Linked DNA regions of Mus musculus: all the other regions are linked to region 4. A link is a contact called in public promoter capture Hi-C data. All regions are on one chromosome and are shown on one strand. The core of a region is the stretch at or near the end of the contact, and the rest is flanking DNA. Distances in the headings are between cores, read along the strand shown.

The links. Promoter capture Hi-C pulls out the DNA fragments that hold promoters and counts their contacts. Capture Hi-C pulls out chosen DNA fragments and counts their contacts.
Region 1: a contact with region 4 is called in a promoter capture Hi-C map of liver, with 2.4 times the contacts expected there. The contact joins the promoter of Cenpl here to the promoter of Prrc2c in region 4. A contact is called at or near these places in 1 of 39 promoter capture datasets (erythroid cells), 1 of 115 datasets of contacts at active chromatin or transcription factors (astrocytes) and 2 of 9 other capture datasets (adipose tissue and liver).
Region 2: a promoter capture Hi-C map of liver shows a contact between it and region 4, with 4 times the contacts expected there. The contact joins the promoter of Blzf1 here to the promoter of Prrc2c in region 4. A contact is called at or near these places in 4 of 39 promoter capture datasets (the C10 cell line, HPC-7-derived erythroid cells, cranial neural crest and 1 more), 1 of 484 Hi-C or Micro-C datasets (B cells), 1 of 115 datasets of contacts at active chromatin or transcription factors (astrocytes) and 2 of 9 other capture datasets (adipose tissue and liver).
Region 3: a promoter capture Hi-C map of hippocampal neurons shows a contact between it and region 4, with 5 times the contacts expected there. The contact joins the promoter of Ankrd45 here to the promoter of Prrc2c in region 4. A contact is called at or near these places in 4 of 39 promoter capture datasets (the C10 cell line, hippocampal neurons, liver and 1 more).
Region 5: a contact with region 4 is called in a promoter capture Hi-C map of liver, with 2.6 times the contacts expected there. The contact joins the promoter of Rabgap1l here to the promoter of Prrc2c in region 4. A contact is called at or near these places in 1 of 39 promoter capture datasets (pre-B cells), 1 of 484 Hi-C or Micro-C datasets (CD4 T cells) and 2 of 9 other capture datasets (adipose tissue and liver).
Region 6: a promoter capture Hi-C map of pre-B cells shows a contact between it and region 4, with 3 times the contacts expected there. The contact joins the promoter of Rc3h1 here to the promoter of Prrc2c in region 4. A contact is called at or near these places in 1 of 39 promoter capture datasets (pre-B cells) and 1 of 9 other capture datasets (liver).
Region 7: a contact with region 4 is called in a promoter capture Hi-C map of pre-B cells, with 4 times the contacts expected there. The contact joins the promoter of Gas5 here to the promoter of Prrc2c in region 4. A contact is called at or near these places in 8 of 39 promoter capture datasets (the 3T3-L1 cell line, the C10 cell line, the HPC-7 cell line and 4 more), 1 of 484 Hi-C or Micro-C datasets (muscle stem cells), 4 of 115 datasets of contacts at active chromatin or transcription factors (astrocytes, embryonic forebrain, embryonic stem cells and 1 more) and 1 of 9 other capture datasets (liver).

The regions. Positions count from the first base shown.
Region 1 is chr1:161,069,087-161,072,074 of GRCm38.p6, reverse strand. Cenpl (centromere protein L) reads right to left here and starts at 1,308. Exons shown (of 5, transcript NM_001159930.2): 1 at 719-1,308. It overlaps Dars2 (aspartyl-tRNA synthetase 2 (mitochondrial)), which reads left to right and starts at 1,415. Exons shown (of 17, transcript NM_172644.4): 1 at 1,415-2,082; 2 at 2,896-2,988. The coding sequence starts at 1,959.
Region 2 is chr1:164,305,826-164,308,967 of GRCm38.p6, reverse strand. It overlaps Blzf1 (basic leucine zipper nuclear factor 1), which reads left to right and starts at 1,484. Exons shown (of 7, transcript NM_001160209.1): 1 at 1,484-1,821; 2 at 2,452-2,529. The coding sequence starts at 2,490. Nme7 (NME/NM23 family member 7) reads right to left here and starts at 1,296. Exons shown (of 14, transcript NM_138314.4): 1 at 1,214-1,296; 2 at 718-908.
Region 3 is chr1:161,141,229-161,144,264 of GRCm38.p6, reverse strand. Ankrd45 (ankyrin repeat domain 45) reads right to left here and starts at 1,568. Exons shown (of 8, transcript NM_001368766.1): 1 at 1,547-1,568.
Region 4 is chr1:162,738,875-162,742,152 of GRCm38.p6, reverse strand. It overlaps Prrc2c (proline-rich coiled-coil 2C), which reads left to right and starts at 1,597. Exons shown (of 35, transcript NM_001081290.1): 1 at 1,597-1,828.
Region 5 is chr1:160,791,624-160,794,803 of GRCm38.p6, reverse strand. Rabgap1l (RAB GTPase activating protein 1-like) reads left to right here and starts at 1,866. Exons shown (of 21, transcript NM_013862.5): 1 at 1,866-2,068. It overlaps Gm37083 (a long non-coding RNA gene), which reads right to left and starts at 2,909. Exons shown (of 3, transcript XR_003948752.1): 1 at 2,491-2,909.
Region 6 is chr1:160,904,765-160,907,839 of GRCm38.p6, reverse strand. Rc3h1 (RING CCCH (C3H) domains 1) reads right to left here and starts at 1,429. Exons shown (of 20, transcript NM_001024952.2): 1 at 1,141-1,429.
Region 7 is chr1:161,033,266-161,036,098 of GRCm38.p6, reverse strand. It overlaps Gas5 (growth arrest specific 5), which reads right to left and starts at 1,498. Exons shown (of 11, transcript NR_166052.1): 1 at 1,380-1,498; 2 at 295-347; 3 at 85-116. It overlaps Zbtb37 (zinc finger and BTB domain containing 37), which reads left to right and starts at 1,250. Exons shown (of 5, transcript NM_001356489.1): 1 at 1,250-1,321; 2 at 1,815-2,011. LOC115487643 (a small nucleolar RNA gene) reads right to left here and starts at 705; the gene lies at 626-705. It overlaps LOC115487678 (a small nucleolar RNA gene), which reads right to left and starts at 249; the gene lies at 188-249. It also overlaps LOC115487638.

The sequences.
Region 1 (2,988 bases), core at 59-2,558, 1.7 Mb after region 4:
CCCGTTCTTCTCCCCACTTGTTTGCTATTTAGATAGGAGTCTTCATCAGTTCTGTTTATACAGAATCTTTCTTTAAAGTAGGCTAACTAGTACAATAACTGCTAAGTATACATTACTTTTCAGGCATGTTTGTAAGCACTTAACAAAGATTAAGCCTTTAACGAATATTCTTTTGTTTGGGGGTGTTTTGTTTATATCGAGTGACAGTCTCTCTGTGTAGCCCAGGTTGGCCTAGAACTCACGGCAATTCTCTTGCCTCAGCCTCCCTAGTCCTGGGACATATCTGGTACTACTGTTCACTCCTCAAACGACCCTATTAGTAAGTACGCTGCTATGTTGCCAGGTGACTGGAGGGAAAGGTTCTACGAATTTCTCAATTCTTCGCCTCCTTTGACTCTTATGCCCGTGGCAAAGGGTCCTATCAGCCTCTTTCTAGTATCCACGGAACTATATCTCTCATCAAATTCTCTTGTACTCAGTTCCTAACACACAACTAAAACTCAGTAGTTTTTCTTGTGGTTAGTCCATGAAGAAAGTCCCTGAGTTAGTCACTGCAATATTGCCACAAAAGTCAACCCACTGCTCCCATACTAACGCTCACGTTGACGTTAGCTTCCGTTTGTACACATCTTAAATACACAAAAGCATTGCAAAGACAACAGTCACACAACAGAAAGAAATGCAGTACACGGCCAGTCGAGGACCCAAAAGCTCTTACCAAAACTATGTCGTAAAGACACTGTCATCCACTCCGGATTCACGAATCATCCTTCAAGTTTTGCTCCAAGACTACGTCGAGACGAAAGGTTTTGGTTTTTTAAGAAGAAGAAAGTGGCCAAAATGACTGCTTAAGAGAGAACCGAAGCAATCCCCGGTGAGTTCAGAAGAGACATCAGGAGTCCTGGAGTGAACCTAGCTTCCCTCAGGCTCGAGCAAGACCTGCGACTTCCCCCGGGAGAGACAGCTCGGCTTCCCAAGCTGCCCGGCTCTATGATCCTCGCTCTTCGGAAGCTGGCGCCGGCCCACGAAAAACAGGGAGTCCCCAAAGACCCTTCTCCGGAGCTCTCCGGGGATCAAAGGTAGACTTGAAAGTTCCGCTCGTCTAGGCGCTTTTCCACACACGCCACGCCCTCCAGTTTAAAATCATTTCCCGACTTGCCCTGCGGCCGACTCGGAAAGCCTCGCCTGTGGCCCTCCGATTTCACGTAACTGAAAGCAACTGAAGTCGTCATTTTAACTGAGGGCAAGGCTTGGAAGGCTTCAATCAATAGCCTCAAATTCCCAATCCCCTATTGCGCCGCGTTGTTCTTCCGTTTTCCAACCGGTGCGAAACTTTCCCGCATACTGCCGCCCACAATAAACATGGCGGAGGCGCCCTCGTCCTGATTGGCCGGAATCCTTGCGTAACTTTGGCGCTCGCCGGGCGTCAGAGGGACTGGCTTGTGGATGTGGTTTGTGTCTGGGTTTGAACCTCAGAGCTGTTTGGATTTGTTCGTCTTCACCTTTCAGGAAAATCCAGGATGGGCCGCCAGGTTTGGGAAAGTTGAAACACGAGGCTGCACCTCCTTATATTTCTGCTTATGCCCTGGTCACCTTCGAGATACGTGGGAATAAAGGGAGGACGCGCGCCTGGTGGCCGGCCTTCCGGCTGGGGCGCTCTGGCACTGGCGCTGCTGTTGAGGCATCTTCGGGGCTCAGCCTTGTTTAATTAAAGTGGGAACTGATGCACTGAAGGAAGCAAAGGCTTTCCCCCTACCCACTCACCTAAGGTCTCTGGAGACCTTGCAGGTCAATCTACTTTGTAGATACTAGAACGTTCAGCGGAGCAGGGTCTGGATGCATTTGCGTGGGAACTAGAATTTTAAGGGTTCCCAGGTATTCCGAAAACCGAGTTTTGAGCACCACCACACCTGCAGCGTGGGATTCGTGATTGTCTCTCCGGATCCCGGGACTTCAACATGTATCTTGGTTTTTGGTTAAGTCGTCTATGCAGGGGTTTATCCAGACCCATCGGGAAGACCATGCGGCCAATCTGGGGTTCTCTTTCCAGAAATCTGGCGTTGAGTTCACAAAGAATTCCAGGTGAAGGCAGCTACGAGCTTCCGCCTGTTTTTGACAGCTTGTTTCCCTGATTCTAACTGCATTTTAATACCAGGTCATTCATTCTCTTGATTAGTTATAATTAAGGTCCCCCCCTTGATTATAAAAAAAAAGTAGATAGCCTGTGTAGTGTATACTATTAGTAGAAAAACTAAAGTAATAATTTAAATAAAATCTTTTCTAATAGTTTATTGATTTACAAATGATTGTTATAAACTATACTTGTACTAAAGTTAAATACTAACTGCACTGTCAAGCAGGTAATTTCTAAAATTATATGTCACTTACCAAAATGGACAGCTACCATTTTATGTCCCTTCAAGTGCTAGTTTATGTACAAGGTTTAGATTTTTAAACAGAAGGCAAAATTTTCCTTTGGGGCAGTTATTTGCTTGGGCCTTGACACTTGTGCAGGTAAACACAATAGGGATATTGTATAATCTAGGCTATTTTATAAACTACATCAGACCTACAAGATGGCTCAGTGGCTTCAGGCACTTCCTGCCAAGCCTGAGTACCAGAGTTGACTCCCAAAACTCACACTGTGAATGGAAGAAGAGAACAGAATCCAACAAGTTGTCCTCTGACTTCCACAGGGGCACCGTGGCATGTGAGCCCACATACCTGTGGGTACGCACACATAAACACACACACACACATCTAATTTAAAATTTTTACAACTTCACCCATTGACCTGAAAGAGCTGATACATCATGAATGGAGAGTATTTTTAAAGAAAACTACAAACATTCTTACTGATGCCTTTTAAAGTGCTTTTTCCTTCTCTTCTTAAAGAATTCAGTAGCTTTGTTGCTCGGACCAACACATGTGGAGAGTTGCGTTCGTCCCACTTAGGCCAAGAAGTCACTCTGTGTGGATGGATTCAGT
Region 2 (3,142 bases), core at 235-2,734, 1.6 Mb before region 4:
TTCGAGGCCAGCCTGGTCTACAAAGTGAGTTCCAGGACAGCCAGGGCTATACAGAGAAATCCTGTCTCGAAAAACAAAACAAAACAAAACAAAATCAGCATACACCACACACACACACACACACACACACCAGATCAAATGCTAACTAACTTCATGCCACAAATGGTTACAATAGATGGGAGCAAGAGAAATCAAGAGCAAAACAGATGAACGGTCACTTCCACACTTCCTTCGTTAAAGTAGAAATACGAGGCTACAGAATAGGTAAAATCATTGATTATTTGGAATCCAATACTGAATACATTGCCTCTTAGATTCTGTCAAGTGCCTAGAAAGGAGAAAAGAGGGAGGAAAGAGATTGGGTCTGTGAAGTAAAGGTTTGAAAAGGTCTCTTTGGTACCAAAGGACCAGATTGGTTAACAAAAAGGACTGCTGAACGTCAGTCAATGAGAAAGCCTCATTGTGCAGATGCCTCTTGCTAAGTCACAGCTACACCCACCTGAAGGCAACATTTTGCTCTGTCCCGTCCACCACGCACAAGTGCAGAGATGACTAAAGATGAGTTAACTAGAACTCTGTGCACTAGAGCAATGGGTACATTAAAACCATCTAAAGGCTTATTAAAACGCAAAGTATCAAGCCCCATTCCTATTCAGTCATAATTTATGGTGGTGTTGGTGAATGCTAGAACTCTCCAAGTAATCCTGAAAAACATACCTGCTAAAACACAGTGATCTGGAAAGTATGAAATGAACTAGACGCTGAGCCAGCAGACAGCTATTACTAAGCGGTCCTGGTAGGAGATGCAAGGTAGAACTCCACCGCTTGGGAGAACTGACTCCAGCACTCAGGGAGATTCAGATCCAAGTTAGTGTTGAGACAGCACCACGTCGATAAGGGTCTGCAAGCTTGAAAAACGAAAAAGATAAACAATGCAAGCTTATAAACGGTTTATTCGAAATAATTCTCATCGGGTTTTCTTAGATTCCATATCACCCCCATTTACTTTCTGTTACATTGCTCTAGCTTGAGGTCTTAGTGGCGCTAAAATGGAAATTAGGGTGCTGCAAGAAAAGGGGTGCGCAGAGGCAGAAGGAACTGCTCCTAGCGAGGTAAGAGGTGATGAAAGGCGGGGTGCCCAATCGCCCAAAGACTTGGATGTTCCGTAACCAGGGTCTCGGAGCCTTTCATAGGGCCTCCCTATAACACTTACCATAGTTTGTAGATCTCAGCACAGGAAATAGATTCCTGTACACAGGAAGACTACACCACCACCAATGATCCGGTTACTCTGGCAACGCAAGCCCCGCCTTCCTCCAGCCACTGCTTCGAAGACGCCGCCTCGAAGCTGCTTCGTCTCCATTGGCTGGGAGTAATTAGGCCCCGCCCATTCACTCAAAGATCCACCCTTTGCCTCATCGCCTGGGGCAACGCGACGCCACCTTCTCCGTTCCAACGCGTTCACTTCCGTCTGGCTGGTAGTGACCCGGAAGTTTAAGCGTCCATACCGCTTGCATTATCTATTGGTACTTTTTTTTTAAGTAGATATCTTCCAGTTTTCGCTTTCCGAGCCGATACATAGTAGACCCTGTCTCTCTTCATTTTACACACAGCACGAAGTGTCAGTTGGTCCTTGTCCTTCAGAAGAGCATTCCGGAAATGAAACCCTGTGTAATAGGAAGTGATTAGAGTGAGCGAGGCGCTGCGTGTCAGGGAGGCTTGGGCGGGTTGGCTTCCGAGTGCCAGGGGAGTTTACAAGTCAGCCGGCTGCTGAGCGAGTGAAGAGCCTGAGCGGTGGACATTGAAGTAAGGATATCACAGGTAAGTCCTGGAGCCGGCCCGTGTGCCGGACGCGGTGGGAAGAGGATGGTCTGGGCTGGAGTTCGGCAGCCATTGGTTTGGGATTTAAAGGTTGTTCTGGGAAGAGGCTCCTCCTGACAGGGACAAACTTGGGCTCATACTCCTGGGGAATGAGGCTGACAGGCTTAATTTTTCCACCTCCTCTCCTTTTAAACTCGGCACCCATGCCTCCCCACACCTTCACCCGGTGTTTCTTAGACAAGGACACTTGCTCATCGGCATCGCATGGTCCCAGCGAAGTTTCTGACTTTAAAGTCTCTGTTTGCCATTGGATAGAGTTTCAGGATGCATTCCCAGGGCAAGGATTTGTGATGTTCAGGAAGTTAGACCGGGTACTGAATCGTATACATCTAGGAACAGTCAGCTTTTAGGACGTGTGGTCACCTATTCTACAGTCTAGACTCCAGAGACCACTTAAACCTATGCCTGGGTTTTCATTATTTAACAGGTATACATTACAGCCCGTCAAAAGGAAATAATGAAGAACGTGGGTACTAAAGACAGAAACAATTAAAAAATAACTTTTAAAGTAGATGCATTCTCTGAATATATTGTTATTGCTTTAATTCTTTCGTATGTATACATCTCTAGGTCTTCGGTGAAAGTCTTGGATTGTATTCTCATTAGTTATGGAAAAAATGACTACCCTTAAAAGTTCGGAAAACAAAGGTAAGTGTTTTTGTTTTGATAATAATTGATTTGGTTTTTTGTTTGATTGGTTGCTTTTTTGGTTTGGGGGGGAGGGTTGTGTTTTGGGTTTATTTTGGAGTAGGAGGGCGTTATTTGAGACAGGGTTTCTCTGGGTTGCCTTGGCTGCCCTAGAACTCATTGGCCTTGAACTCAGAGAGCTCCCCCTTGATTATCTAGTAAGGCAGGTAATACAACTGTTCGTTTTATTTTTACTACACTGTAACTATTGTTAGTGAAAACAGATGTTTGTGCTACATGGATCAATGAAAACTATACCTATATTTGATGTCACTTGTCTGCATCCTTTAACTGTCTCGGGAGAGCAATGTGATTGTCAGTATAACAACAGAACTTTCTCTCAAGCATGTGAATAGCACTGCCATCATAGGAGGGGTGGACCATTACCTATAGGGCTCATCGCAAACCTAAAATAAACAATTTAACTAAATATTAAAATTGTAGACTTGTACATTAAAAATACAGTGATGACAGTTAATTTAGCAAACAGATAGTAAGGTCTGGGGCATTTAAATAATAAGGATCAGGTGGAAATGATTCTATGAACAAATGAATTTGGAAATGCTGGGTTGGA
Region 3 (3,036 bases), core at 319-2,818, 1.6 Mb after region 4:
TAGATTTAGATGTAGTAACAAACTTGATGAATTAGGAAACAACAGGGAAGGAAAGAGGAGGGGGAAGAAACTTAAAACAGGAGGGATAAAGAGAAGATGCTGACACAGGACTGCAGAGGCTAAGACCAATGAAGGCCTCAGGAAATCAGTGCATTCCAAATGGCACACCTGTAGGCTTGTGGAGGCCTACTGTTTATCACATGATTAGTCCCTCTGTAGCAGGGGAGTGAGTAATCGCGGTTGTCACACAAATAAATGGGTATGTCTGTGGCTAAAATATTTGTAAAATGGAGAGCTGGTTAGCAACCCCCAGGTCATAGCTTTCCGATCCTCTTCTAAAGGACACAAAACAGGGCTGGAGAGATGGCTCAGTGGTTAGGAGCATTGACTGGTTTTCCAAAGGTCCTGAGTTCAATTCCCAGCAACCACATGGTGGCTTACAACCATCTGCAATAGGACCTGATGCCCTCTTATGGTGTGTCTGAAGACAGCAACAGTGAACTCATATAAATAAAATAAATAAATCTTTAAAAAAAAGGACACAAAGCAAATTATGTTTTCTATGTCCACATACATAATACTATGAACCATAAGCTTCATAGCCTGCACAAGCATAGAGAGGTGGGAGGAGCCTGGGCCTATGAAGGCAGCATGTCAGTGATTTAATTCTCTTTATTTAATTGAGTTTTCTGAAATGAGGATATAACCTGCTCTGACTTACTAAATGGTTACGGAAGGTCTAGAAACTTCCCGACTACACAACGGGAACATTTAGAGCCTGCAAAGTACCAAAAATAGAAAATTACATAGGCCTGGTTGCCAACCCACAGTCTGATCAAGCAATGGCTGAGATAAAGGATGCAAGGGCGATAGGCTGAGCTGTTAGAGAGGAAGGGCAGCGACAGCAAACTGGGAGTAGAAGGTCCCAGAAGGGCTTTCCTAGAGGGGTGACACTTCAGTAACAGGGTAGGAGGTGGCTTAATGGTGATGATATCCGAATCCTATAAACAAAGAACAATGACGCAGATGAAGCTTCCAGAAGTTGTAGTGGAGTCGACCCCAAAGGCTTTTTAGCCAGTTGAATTATTTCTTCAAAAAGGGAAAAAAAAAAAAAGATAATAAATGGTTCTTAAGAATTTTTAAGTCCCAGTTCAGAGGGGCCGGATCCTCACTCGGCAAAGTAGTCAGCTCAATCACCCAGGATTCAACGCAGAGGGAAGGCCTGGGGACCCTCACCCAGAGTGCCAGCCTTTCTGAACTAACCGGGTCACGTGGAAAGAGCATGGCGGTTCCCCGAGGGGCTTGAGAGTTCTCCCTTCCCTGGAATCGCCCTCGACTTTCTGCCTGCCCTTTTGCTGCGGCAGGATGATCAAAGCCGCGGAAGGATGAGCAAAGCCCACCGGACACACAAAGGTTGAGCATACCTTGGATGACGCCCACCACGGCAGCCCCTGACGCCAGGATCCCGTAGTGATGATGCGGGTCTATTCTGCCCCATCACACCCCATCGCCCACCCAGGACCTCAGCTCCAGGACTCCTACTCACCTCACTCAGGGCCCAGGCTTCCGCGGTTACCATGGCGACGGCGCAGCCGCGCCTCACCCAGCGCTCAGGTTCTGACTGGGCGGGAAGGTCAGGGACGTCAAAGCGAAGGACATTAGAGTGAAAAAGCTAGAGATATTCTTCGAGTAACGCAAAATCAATGCTCTGATGGTAGTATGAAGGCGTTTTATTATGTAAAAATTTCTGTAATAGGTCTGAATTTAACTACTTTAAAACTTTAATGAAAAATGAACTGTGCTCGTTCCTTGTTGGTCTCCTCGTTTGCCTTCAAGTGAAAATTTTTTGTGTTGAAAGCATAAGGGTGAATTCTATATTTAAAAAATAATGCGATGAAACGTCTTGCTTACCTTTCTAGTTGTTTGGGGGAACTCATACAGTTAAACTTTGTGTCACCTAGACTGTTCCCTGACAACTAGATAGGGGCAAAAGGAACTTAGGAATTATATGTGCTAGATTCTTTTTTTTTTTTATTCGAAATGTAAAGTCCAAAACAGCTCTTAGGGTGGGCAGAACGAGGGGAAAACCTGAGAAAAATCAGCAGAGAAGTACCACCTTAGTTGTCTAGCAATATACGTGTTCCCGCAGTTTGGCAGAGAGAAAACCAGGAAGTTTTGTTCTGAAGTCAAAGGGAGCTATCACTTGTTTCTAGAATGAAATCGTTAACAAAGAGGCCATATTCCTGATGGGCTCAGCATTTGCACTGAAGATGAATACCCACTTTAAAAATCAACGTTTGAAGCCTGGAGAAACGGCTTCGTGGTTAAGAGCACATATTCTTACAGTTTGAGTCCAGCACCACAGCAGGCAACTTACAACTGCCTCAGGCTCCAGCTTCAGGGAACCTACCCTCTCTGGCCTCCTTAAGCAAATATACATGTACACATGCAGGCACATACACAAAAATAAATCATAAAGAATGTAAAATAAGTAAAATAAAAGGCATGATACTCAATGAACTCAATCATGTCATTAGAAACTAAAATAAATGTTTTCAGGGCATAGTAGCATAGAACTTTAATCCTAGCACTGGGGAAGCAAAGGCAAAGACAGATCTTTTCTGAGTTTGAGGCTAGCCAGGGCTACACAGTGATAGCCAGTCCCCAAAACAAACAAAATAAAGTAAAAATAAAAATGAATGCATGACTTAAGGCCCAAGCAAAAAAATCAACCACCATCAAGCCGAAGTTCTACAATGTAAAAAAGATGAAATCTCAGATTTATTTTTGGTTTGTTCTTCACGATGATCTGTATAGCCTTAGCTGTCCTGGAACTTTCTCTGTAGACCAGGCTGGCCTCAAACTCACCGAAATCCATCTGCCGCTGCCTCTCAAGTGCTGAGATTAAAGACATGTGGCACCACCACCTGGCTGAAATCTTAAATTTTAAATGTGAAGGGTGTTTTGTTTTGTTTTGTTTTGTTTTGTTTTGTTTTGTTTTGTTTTTATTCAACAAAGATGTAGTGGCCAAAAATT
Region 4 (3,278 bases), core at 348-2,847:
TCATTGGCAGCCATTGTTGGATTAGCTATACCAGAGTCCATAAATCATTCTAACAAAATCTCTTTCTATATATACATAGAGATTCATTCTATAAATTCTGTTACTCTAGAGAACCCTAATGCACAACTCTTAGAAACTCATGAATTAATATTCTGTTTGTACATGTCAGTCTCATAACCAGGTAGATGTCAGCATATTTGATTGTTGGAGGGATCCTGCATTGCTCAAGAAAGATACTTCAAGTCCAGGATACAGAAGACTGGTTCTAATGGATTGTGGGAAAATAACCAAGGTGTTTTCTTGGTGAAAAGACAGGCCTCTCTCTGTCCTGTTCTATCAATCAGCAAATTATGTCTCATTTTGGAAGGTCTCTGAAGGGGCTAAGGGTTATAGTTCAGTTGGATTAGCACTTGCCTAACATGTTGAAGGCAAGCCCCAGATTCGAGCCCCAGAAATGCAAAGCAAACAAAATCTAAAACAAATGATCACAAATGTCAATTGGGGAAGAAGTTACTTGTGGTTACTGCGCTATTATTTTATGGTTGTTCTAACGTTGTGGTATCACCCCATGAATACATGCCAGTTGCAAGCGGAGGAGTTTACTCAGACCAGGACAAGAATCTTTGGATTTATTATACACTATAGATATCTCATAAAGTAGAGAAATATCACATACTCGTGGATTACCTTCTTTCCGTTGGGGAAAGGAAGACCAAACCTAGAGACTTGCATATATGTGACAAGATACTACGCGGCACTGAGGTACATGCTCAGCCCCCAGGTAGAATATTATCATTTTCCTTCCTCACTTCGGGTACTGCCTTGTCTCTACTATACACTTACCTAGTAAACATCTGCATGAATGACTCTTTTTTTTTTTTTTTTTTTTTTTTTGGCTTTCGAGACAGGGTTTCTCTGTATAGCCATGGCTGTCCTGGAACTCACTTTGTAGACCAGGCTGGCCTTGAACTCAGAAATCCACCTGCCTCTGCCTCCCAAGTGCTGGGATTAAAGGCGTACACCACCACGGCCCGGCCTGCATGAGTGACTCTTAACTGTTAGTTTTCTCTGTTAGGTAGTTGTTCCAAGAGGTAAACATTGCCAGAGGAGTCAGAAATAAACAGTGCCTTATTTTACACCAAAATTACAAATGCCGAAGGTGGCCTCAGCAAAGCACGCCAGTCGCTTTTGTCCCTAACACTTGGATTATTTTTTTCACTCCGAGGTAACTTCGGTCTTCTCAAATTGCCACCACACCATGGCCCCTCACTTTGCCCCCCCCCCCCCCCTAAGAACATTCGGTCAAAGCGCAGGTTGTAAACGTTTATGTTCCTCCATCAGTTGTTGTCAATGCACGGAGACAAACCAAGTCGTGATTCCTCACGGAGGGCTCAAGGTTTTTGGAATCTTCCCAGGTGGAAAAGCTTTGTCTCCGAAATGGCTCTGCTTGACGAACTCCCTCCTTCCAGTAGGAGGTAGCGTTGCCCTCCGCCGCAGTCGAGAAGCGGCGGAGGCTGTCACGTGACCCCGCAGCCTCAACCCCTCCACCCCCCCCGGGGCGGTCTTGCGGAGATTTGCCTTACGTACGCAACGTCATGACGTAGCACGTAGGGGCTGGCTAGCCGCCATCTTGCTTCTTTTTCTCGCTCGCTCTCACCCTCTCAGGAGGTAGCGAAAGTGCTTTGGCGGTTTGTACGGCGGTGGCTCGGGCTTTCGGGACCGAGCGGCCCTGCGGACGGTCTCTCGAGGCAATCTCCCCTCCCCTGACCCTGATCCGTCCGGGGCGAGCCCCTTGGAAGCGCGCAGACTTGGTTCTCAACCCTGGCGGGTAAGGAGAGCGAGGGCGTCCGGACCGTGAAGAGGCCCGATGGAGGAGGGAGGGAAGGCACGGGCGCTGGAGCCAGGCCTGGGGGCCCGCGGCGTCTCTCCCTGGGCTCCCGGCGTCGTGCTGTCCGCGGAGATCCGGAGCAGGGCTCGTCGCCCATGTGCGCGGCGTGTGCTGCGGCGGGGCGGCCCTGCGATGGCCGAGGGAGCCTCCGCCCGCGCGGGGCCTGCGCGCGCCGTTTTTCCACGGCGTGGAGGACGGTGCCCGTGGCGGCTCCGAGCGCTCTTAGTGCCTGCGGATGCTCCTGTGGTGATGGCTGGCGTTTGCAGCCAGCGGTGTGTAGTCCAGGGCGGTCGTAGAGGCTCTACCAGGACCCAGGACCAACGAACCCCACTTCCGCTGGGGACAAGCTGAACAACTTCTTGGAGGATTTGAGTAGTCTTTTCCTCCCTCTAGGCCGCTCCAGCCCGGCATTTGTGGGAATACGGCTCGGCTGCTGCCTGATTTTCAGAGAGAGCGTTTAGTATTACTGGTTGCTAGAGTAGAGACCCTAGTTAAGACCGAAGAAAAATAGCATGGGAGCCAGTGAGGACTCTTGCTTGATTTTGCATATAAGGACCGCTCTGATCTCTTTAAAGGGGATGTATATTTGTTTGAAGTGTGTTCAAGATCTTTGGGGTGGGGGGATCCAACTTGCCTAGTAATTCCTGACTCTTAAAACTACCCGGATTTCCGCATTGGCTGGTCTTCAACCTCGGTTCATAAATTCATACCCCAGCAGGATACTTAGAATTGTACAGTAGGCGGCCCTCCTGTTAGGGTTTCTCTTTGGGAATGCACCAGAAGAATCGGAAGATGCTTGCTTCATCGAGTGCTCAGGAGTCAATTCCCGCTAATAGACGTTACAGAGAGGGTGGTATGAAGCGGCCACCACGTCTGACCTCTAGCATTTTTTAAAAGTAGATTTAAGCTTCCATGTTGGTCATTAAGATGCTGCTTTGGCTGGAGCCATTTTTAGGTGTGTGTCACAGATGCACTGCAGCATCTTTTCTGGCTGGCTCCAAATGCATTGATTCTCCAAAAATTAGAAATAGATTGAGTTTGCATATAGAAAAGAAGTTTTTATATGATTTTTCTGGGATGAATTTGTCATAATAAGCTTTTGGGTTTTTTTGGGGGGGGTGTCTGTAGGTGTGTGTGAAGAACATAGAATGCTGGCTGATCTCTCATTACTTAACCTCTAACTGTATGCTCTCAAGACCTTTATATACATTATCCTTTTTGATCCTAGTCTTTGAGGAAGGAGCTCTTATACTTGGTTTACAGATGAGGACAAGATATTTGAGAGATCGAAGTAATTTGATCAAGGTCACAAATTTGTAGTGGTGCTGTAGTCAAAGCCATACTTTCTAAACCCAGAGGGGATGCTCTGAACTATCAAAGTGTTCATTTG
Region 5 (3,180 bases), core at 617-3,116, 1.9 Mb after region 4:
AATTTTATCAAGTACAGAATCTATTCATGTCATTAAAACAATATCTGTGGGAGAGTCATATGATTCTTCCTTCCATAATATGTATTGAAAAATTCAGACTTGACTGCAAATAATAAAAATCTAAATTCATTTTAAAAATCCTAAGTAACTAAGAAAACATCTTGACTCAGGGAAATGACTAAATCTAGAGGATGACTTCTGGCTTATTTTGAACTCTTTCATAATGTGTCAGCTTCGCCTTCGGGTCAGCTTCCTTCACTGTAGAGGTGGTGGCTTCGTTAACTAAACCCACCCATCTCAGCAGCTAGTGTGAGGAAAAACTCCTTTTCATTCTCCTCCACACACAAGATGTGCCTGGCTGTGTTCAGTGTTTAATATTGTCAGTTTGACAGGATATAGGATTATCTGGGAGACAAGCGTCCAGGCGTGCCTGTGAGGGGTGATCTAGATTAGGTTAACTGAAGTGAGAAGTCCGGCTTTCACGTGAAGTCACACCCTTCTTAGGCCTGGCCTCCTGGTAAACAGGAGAAAGTGAGCTAAGTCCTAGCCTTCATTGTCCCCTTTGTCAAATAACTTCGCTTTGTTTAGAAGATACCTGAAGGCAAATGCTATGTATGGCCTTTTCGTGTGCTGATTTTCTCATAGAGCCTGGCTCAGTATCTACTTCTCGTATATTTACAATGAGACTCTGCAAACGTGGAAGTCAACAGATGATTTGTGTTAATTAGATCCTAACTTTATTAGGTATCAAACTTAAAGCATTGAGTCAGGTTCTGGTTAGGAGGTCTACTCAGGGTACAGAGCTTAACAAAAATACCTTCTGGGAAGGACCTAACACGGAGGGGAAACCCGAATGAGTTGGAACACTTTTGCTATGACACAGCATCTGTAGGCATTAACATTAAGAAAAAGGAGAAAAGAAACTTGGGTTTGAAGGTCCTTTGACAAATGTTACAGGGTAGCTTTTGGATCTGGGTGGACAATAATGACAGACCAATTGAAGTGTTATAAGAAAAGAGAACTTTCAACTCAAGAAGCTACTCTAGAGGTCCAATCTCTGGACACATTCAATTCAAACAGTAATATTTACTGAACGGATACTTTCTATAAGCCAGGTAGGATTCATCATGAAAGGCACAGAAATGGGTGAACAGGTCCCTCTAGAATCTCTAAAATATTTCACAGATTAAGGGTACACATATTTGTGCCATAAACCTGAGAAAAAAAGTTCTTATGAGATTCAAGGAATGTACAGGTCTTTTCTGGCTGCTTGATCTAGAAAGGAAAAAATTCACAGTTCAAAAATTAGTACAATATTTGTGGCAGAAAGTAAATACTTTAGTTTATCTGTCCTCCAAAATCTACTCTCTGAAAGGCTAAAAGGTGAGACCCGGGATGCCTTTACCGTTGGGTTAGCGCTTTCCTATGTAGTCTGAGTCTGGAAGAATCAATGAAGGGGGATGCCTCCAAGCACCTTCAAAGGACAAAGAGTCCCGGTGGAAAAGTTAGTCCTCCGAGGTGACTTACTGGCCTCACGGAATGGAAATATGTAAAACAGGTTTGTTAAGAAAGAATCTCCCCAAAAGGGACTTAGAACTCAGTCAGTGCTGGGGATGATTGCCAGGCACCAGCACGCGTGCTGGAGGAGGTCCTCGCGTGCCTCCGCTCTCCTAGCTCGCCCTCTGCCCTCTGCTCAGGTTTGTACTCCGCGCTTTCAGGGTTGGGGGGGCCAAGCCGAGTCAAGCGAGCCTGTGGACGCGCGCGCGCGCCGCCGACTTAGGCAGAGAAGGCACCTCCGCCCTCGGGAGCGCGCACGCCGCGCCGAGGGGCCGGGCGCGCGCGCTCCCGCCGACCGCCTCCTCCTCAGTCCGCCCCCTCCCTCGCCTCTTCCTGCCGTGCGGTCCTCTCCCCTCCCCAGCCCGCTCCCTCCGCCCCGTTCCCTCCGCCCTCCCTGGGCTTCGGCCGCGGCGGAGTGAACGGGACGGGCCCGGCCGCAGAGCTCTGGGCGGCGGGTGGGACTCGGGCGTCTGACAGAGTTGTTGTTCCGGCACGGCCGCGGAGACGTGAGGTGAGGTGAAAGCGGCCTTCGAGGGGGGCTCGAGGGCGGCCTGACGGCTGGGAGCCGCGCTCCGGGGGGTTTTGAGGTGGACCCGGCTGGTTCAGAGAGGGTCGGGGTGCGAGGCCCGGCCCGGGACCGGGATGCTGGAGCGGGGCGGAAGGCATCCGGCGGGCTCAGCACCGTCGGCCGCCTCCGGGACACCCGGGTTCTCCGTGTGGCTGGCTCGTCGCGGTGGGGCGGCCGGGCGGGAGGCGGGGTTGGCGCCCCTCACCTGGGGCCGGGTGGTGGCTTGGGCGGCCGCCGCCTCCAAGTGTGCCCTCCTGACATTGCCGCCGCCCCCGCCGGCGGTGGCCGGGATGTGGCTGCTGCTGGGCTCGCAGTCCCAGCAACCCCGAGTCCGGGGGGGCGTGTGGACAGGTTTATTTTCTTACCCACTTGAAAGCGTCGGTTGGATCCCGTGTCCTTCCCTCGCTCTTCCCTTTCCTCCGCCCCGCGCACTTTGCTCCGTTCCTGCTGGCGATGCTTGTGGTTTTGCTGTCTGGGATAGGCTGTTTTTTGGGCAGATCTCTACCTGCCAGGAATGCCCCGCTTCAAAGTTGACCGCGTGGGCCCCGACAGACACTCATCCACACCCACGCGCATGTTGTCCTCCGTGTCCTGATAACTGAGTCAAAGTTTCTGAGACCGAGCTGGTACTTTGCTCGGATCGCCAACGGTGCAGGGCTGGGCAGTGCGTCAGCATGTGGAAAGGGGCCACTGGCCATTGGGGAGGTGGCCAGGAGCAAGGAAGGCTGAACTGAGAAGTTCATTTGTGGTCTCAAGACAGTTTCGTTCAGGTGCTTATATATTCTTTTTGGACTTCTCAGAGTTGGTTATATCAGAAAAAGACTCGAATTTAGGCGATCGTTTTTTCAGAACCGATGGTATGCAAATTAAATGAACCGCTAACCTTTAATGGTAAGGGCTTGCTTGACCTGCTTAGTGCTGTTTGGAAACAGATGTCAAAGCATGCATTTTTTTTTCCAATGGACAGTTTAGATGATTTTAATGCATCTAAATTTTCTTGTGTATGAGAAGAGGTAGATAGTTGACTGTCACAATTCAGAGAACACAATTTCCTG
Region 6 (3,075 bases), core at 180-2,679, 1.8 Mb after region 4:
GATACAAGTCTTGTCAAATCAGGATACTCTGCCTCAGCCTCCTGAGTGCTAGGATTCACAGGCAAGCATAACGGCAGGCTAAAAGTATTGGAAATCTTAGAAAGTAGGCTTTAAATATGAAATTTCAAACAGAGAAAAAAGAATCTTCTCCAAATTTTGGGACAAACTGGAAAAAAAATGATTAGAATATGAGACAGACACATGAACTCCTAAGGGAGACAGATGAACCACTTCTCTGTCCTAAGTGCTTCCAGCAGATACCAAAGAGGTTAATGATATCGCCTCTGCTGTACACAATTCAAAATGGCTAGTTAGAAAAGTTCCGCTCAAACCTTAACAATCTGTCTCCGTGCTGCCAATAAGTGGCTTTGTTTCCAGTTTCACGGACTATTCTGGGATGTCAAGAGTTACATTATTGCTGCTTCAAAAAGAGCCCTTGTTTCGGCTAGCTCCCTCGGACCTGGGATGTGAGTACCGTGGTGTTTACAGAGACCTGATGTTTAGAACCTTGTTAGGAAAGGTCCACCCCTTACTACTCCATCCTTTACCAACAACCACATTTTGTGTGTTTTTGTTGTTGTACACTTATAGTCTTTTTGAAAAAGGCACCTGCACATGGTTTCGTCTTGGCCAATAGGGTTTATCTCCAGGAACTCCTGGGAAACCGACACCCTAAAACCCACTTGGCCAAGGGAGGAAGGGGGCTGGGGAGGGAGCAGCCACGCCTGGCAGCTAGGCAGGAGCGGCGGCTGTTTACAGGCGCCTACTCCCTCCCCCACCGCACAGACAGGGGTCCAAACAACATTTCCTGCGAGCAAACTCACCGCCCGCCCGCTGTCCTCCGAGGGACCTCGGAACCAGTCAGCCTCGGACCCCCCCAACCCCCCGCTCCCGCCCCAGCCTCCCCAGCCTTCCCGGCGTCCAGGGCGGCGTCCGCACCGCCCCTCGGCCTACCTACCCCGGCAGGCCCTCCGGGAGGCACGCGGAGGCCTGAGGCCTAAAGGACGCCGGCCACTGACAAGCCCTGGGGCCGGTCCCGAGCGCAGGGCGGGTGAGGACAGCCCCATCCCCGCAGTCGCTGCCTATTGTTCTCGGCCGCGGCCGCCCCGCTCCCCACACTGCCGACCGCCACTTGCTCACCGCTCTGGTCCGAGCAGCAGCTCCTCTCAGCTCCGAGTCCCTGCGGCCGTCGCCACCGTCGCGGCAGCCGCCGCCGCCGCCGCTGCCACCATCGACTCTGACTCTGTCCCAGGCCGCCGGACCACGGCCGTAGCCGCCACCGCCAGCGCCGCCTCCAGCCCCCCACCTGCTGCTGCTGAGGCTGCTCCTGCAGCAGGGGCCATCTTGTTGGTCGGCCTCCCCTTCCTCCTCCGCGTCCTCCGCCGCCCGTCGCTCGTTGTCCTCGTCCCCTTCCTCTTCCTCAGACTCCGGCCCGCCCCGAGACTGGGGCGGAGATGAAGGCGAGGCTCCTCCTCATGGGGCGTGGCCAACGGGGCGGGGCGTGGCTAACGAGGTGGGGCGTGGTCGTCTGAGGGCGGGGCCGGGAGGAAAGCTCTGAGTCACCGGCCCCAACGCCCTGTCGGGAGCGGGCGACGCGCCCCGCCCGTGTCTCGAGCGCTGTCGCGCCCCGAGTGGAGAAACTTGTCCCACCTCCTCCCGGGCCACCCGCCTGGCCTGTGGCCACAGTGCCTTTGGTGCTGGCAGGCAAGAGGCCAGGCGGTTCCCGTAAGCTCACTCCTATGGAGTCTCGCGCTGCCTCTGAGCTTGTCACTTTCTGAGGTCTGGACTCTTCCTCGACTCTAGCATCTTTTTTCTTATATGCTACCTCTCCCCAGCCTCACTCGCGCTTGTGTGTGTGTGTGTGTGTGTGTGTGTGTGTGTGTGTGTGTGTGTGTGTGTGTCTGTGTGTGTGTGTCTGTGTGTGTGTCTGTGTGTGTGTGTCTGTGTCTGTGTGTGTGTGTATGATGGCGTTTCTCTTAAGCTCTGGACTCTTCCTCTTGTATCTGTTTTGCATCCCACCCCTTTCCAGTACCCTGTGTTGTGGGGTGTGTGTGCACACATCTTCGACATAATTCGGTTTAGCCAAATTCTGGAGAACCGAAAGAAACGGAATTCTAATACTATATAGTATTAAATTTATATTCTAATTTTCACATTAAAACTGTCCTCAAGTCAACACCATAAAATGCTCCCCGCTCTCCTTCTGCTTCCTGCTTTGTCTGTGAAAGCAGAGAATTTGTTGTTCTGTCCTTTCTTTTTTTTTTTTTTTTTTTTTTTTTGTTCTGTTTTTGAGACAGGGTCTCTCTATTATATACCCTTGGCTATCCTAGAAATTCTTCTGTAGACCAGGCTGGCTTTGAACTCACAAGAGTTCCATCTGTCTCTGTCTTCCAAGTGAAGGAATTAAAGGCATGGGCCCCATGCCCAGACTGTCCTTTCTTCACTGTAAACTCACCAACATCGATTTAAAACAAACAAACAAATTACTTCCACATCTCACAAGAAACAATTACTGGGTGGCTGTTGGGCTTGTTTGGGCTTTGTTTTGGTTTCTTTTTTTTCCCCGTGGGTGTTTGATTGTTTGTTTGTTGTTGTTTTGGTTTGGCTGGGTTTGTTTTATTCCCGGAACAGAAAATCCTGGAGCCTGGACTGACCTGGAAGTTCTGAACCTCTGCTCCCTGAGAGCTCAGATTATAGGTATGGCCACCTAGCCATACCTGGCCAGGCTTTGGTTCTTGAGACAGGCTCTTGCTTTGAGACCAGGGTGGCCTGGAGCACGTTCACGGGCTCGTCTCTCACCTCATTTTTAATTTTTTTATTTTCTTGGTTTCTCTGTGTAGCTCTGGCTGTCCTGGAATTCACTCTGTAGGCCAGGCTGGTCTTGAACTCAGATTTATCTGCCTGCCTCAGCCTTCCAAGTGCTGGGATTAAAGGCCTGTGTCACCACTGCCTGCCCTGCAAATCCTTCTGCCTCTTAACTTTAGGCTTATAGGTGTAAGACAGCATATCCAGCTCACACAGCTGAAATATCACACATTTTCCTGAACTTGGAAGAGGTTTTTTTGTAGTGATTAT
Region 7 (2,833 bases), core at 249-2,748, 1.7 Mb after region 4:
CCAGCTGTCAAGAGTAGCAAATATGATGTCATCATTGTGGCACTGTCCTTTCAACCTAACTTCTCATTACTATTCAGTACTCACCTCGTAAGCCTTCATCCTCCTTTGCCACAGAACTGGAAATAAGAGATGTGAACAGTCAGTCCCCTTCTTCACGGAACTAAACCCTTTCCAGTAGCTGAATTAAAGCCTCAGAAAAGTGTTTTTCAGAAATCCCTTCTGTCCACTACTCTCATACCATCATGGGCTTTGTGGTCATTATGTTCTAGTCATGCCCCTCCCCCACTGAGTTACCTGGCTGTGAGATCCCACAAGATGTCCCATCACAGAGGTCCACACTGCCATTCCTAAGAAAAATGTTAATCTTTAGTAGTTCTACTTCCACAAAATGGACCTGTCTTACAAAGAACTCCGTCCACATAGGCACTGTTGAGTTGCACATATCCAGCAGTTACATATAAGTCTCTAATCCAGGTACTTCCCAAGAGCAATCGTCCTCTTTGTTAGTGACTAAGGCCTGCTGGCAATCTCTAGCAAAAGCCTTCATCCCATGGTGATCGCGAAAGAAACACCGCGTGGCTTCGCATTCCACCCCCGTTGAACCGTGCACGAGGTGACTCAGCATGCTCTGCCATCAGAATCGTTGGTATTCATCAACAAGCTCAGTTGTCCCTACCAACATAGCCTTCATCATAGCATGAACACGCATGCTGAGTCGTCTTTGTCTGGTGTCCAGACCAAAACCCAATGCTATTTTATGTCACAAATACACGCAGAACCAACCTCCTAAAGTTTCCAGCTTGTGCCCTGAACTAAGCTCACCGGCTGCGCCGGGAATCCCACCAGCTTCCAGTGCTTCAGCCTCCAAGGCCCGAAGCCATAACATACTCAGGAAATTGCATACCTGCTCAGAATGCCGCACAGCTCCGAAAGGCTGAGATGGCGGCTGAGTCGAGTATATAAGGTCTTCGTGACGTCAAGACGCAAAGCTGCTTGCTGCGTCCACTTAAACCCCGCCCCTCACACGCCCTCAGACTCCTCCTCAAGCCCCACCTTCTTCAGGCCCACAAAACTTTCCCTCTGGCCACGCCCCCGAGAGCCCGGAGGGCGGAGTTGCCGCGGGCACGATAGGCCCGCCCTCCGCCTCCCTGAGGAGTACAGGCTGAGGGGAGGGGGCTCCTGCAAGGAAAGCGCTGGGGGTGGGGCGGGGTGAGGGTGACTGATTTCCTTCCGGCACGTCGCTCGCTCCGGAGGAGGGGGCGGGGGGTTTCACTTCCGGGACGGTGTTCCGGCCCATTCCGGCCCATTTCCACCCCCGGAGGTAGGTGCTGCTCCTTGACTGGGCTCGTTCCCCGCACCCCCGCCCCGTTAGCTCATACCCGACGCTCCCGGGCCGCGTCTGGGTTGCAGCCAGCTCCTGCGGCGCTCAGTCGCTGCCCCACCTCCCCTCCCAGCACTCGGCGACCTTCCGCCCCTTTGGCTCCGGGCTGTCGAGCTCGCGGGCCCGCCCCCTTGGCGAGCCCCTCCCTCAGGACCCCGCGCGCGCGCCGGGGCCACACCCAGACACACCCCCGCCCCGGCAACCTCCGCCGCCCTAGACCGATCCCGGGGCGCCGCCCCCTTCCCGGTCCCGCGCCTCACCTGTGCGCCCGCAACTCCCTTGCCGCGGGGCTCTGCTCCTGTCGAGCTTCCCGGCATCTGTGCCACCTCCTCGCTTAGCCAGGTCCCCCTTTTCCCATGCTTCTTGACACTGATAGAGGCCTCCCCAGTACCCGACTGGCCAACCCCAGCGTTCCCGATTCTCCCTTTTACAGCTCTCGCCCCTTCAGTGCCGACGCTAGAGAAAGACTTTACTCCAGGGGCTTCCTCCTCACTGGGGAATCGCTGGAAAGAGCAAACAAAAAAGGCGCTGGTGTAGGCTCCAAAATAAACATCTGAATTCGTGATGGCATCGACAGAGGCACTTAATGGATTAAAAGTTTCAAAACAAACAATAACGCTTTGGAAAAAGGTCAGATTGGTTAAAGTTGCGTCTTGAAAGCCGTGTTTGCACTTACCTGTTTACTCAATAAGTGTATTGTAAATGCGAGGTGATAAAGTGAGCTTGTCCGGACTACTTCCTGGTGTGCTGTGTAGTCTCATAAATTTAGAGAAACATTGGATGCACGGTGAGCCTAAATCCTTGTGGTATACTGGAACTACCCTCAACTAATTAAGACTATTTGATGCAATTGCAGTCTTTGTGGTGTGAAATTTCAGGCTTTATTTTTGTCAGCAGCTGTGGGAAACCAACTTTCCCAGTCAAAGTAGCATCACCACTTTGGAATACCCAAGTTTCAAGTTTGTTGGGGAGAAAAAGTATTACTTAGTTTTTGCTAACTCTGGCAACTAGGCCACAAATTCTCTGCATGTGAATTGAATGCTGACAGGGCTGTGGAATGTTTCTCAGAGTCACCTCAGAGTCCCATATTCAAAAAGTGGGAGCTCAAACTGGTAAGCTTAAAAATATGGGCCTAATCGGGCATGGTAGTCAAACACCTCTAACACGAGCATTCTTTAATCTCAGCAGAAGCAGTCAGCTCTTTTTGAGTTAGAAACCAGATGGTCTACATAGTGAGTTCCAGGAATAGCCTGGGCTTCATAGACCCTGTCAAAAACAAATATCTGGTGGGTGGCTTAATTCTAGCATTCCTGGAGGTAGATCGCTAAGTTCCAGGCTAGTCTGGTCTACTGAGCAAGTTATAGGGCATCCAGAGCTATATAGAGGGACACTGTCTCATGGGGAAAAGTAGTGATAATAGCGACCATTCATGTAGGATATTAGACTTTATAC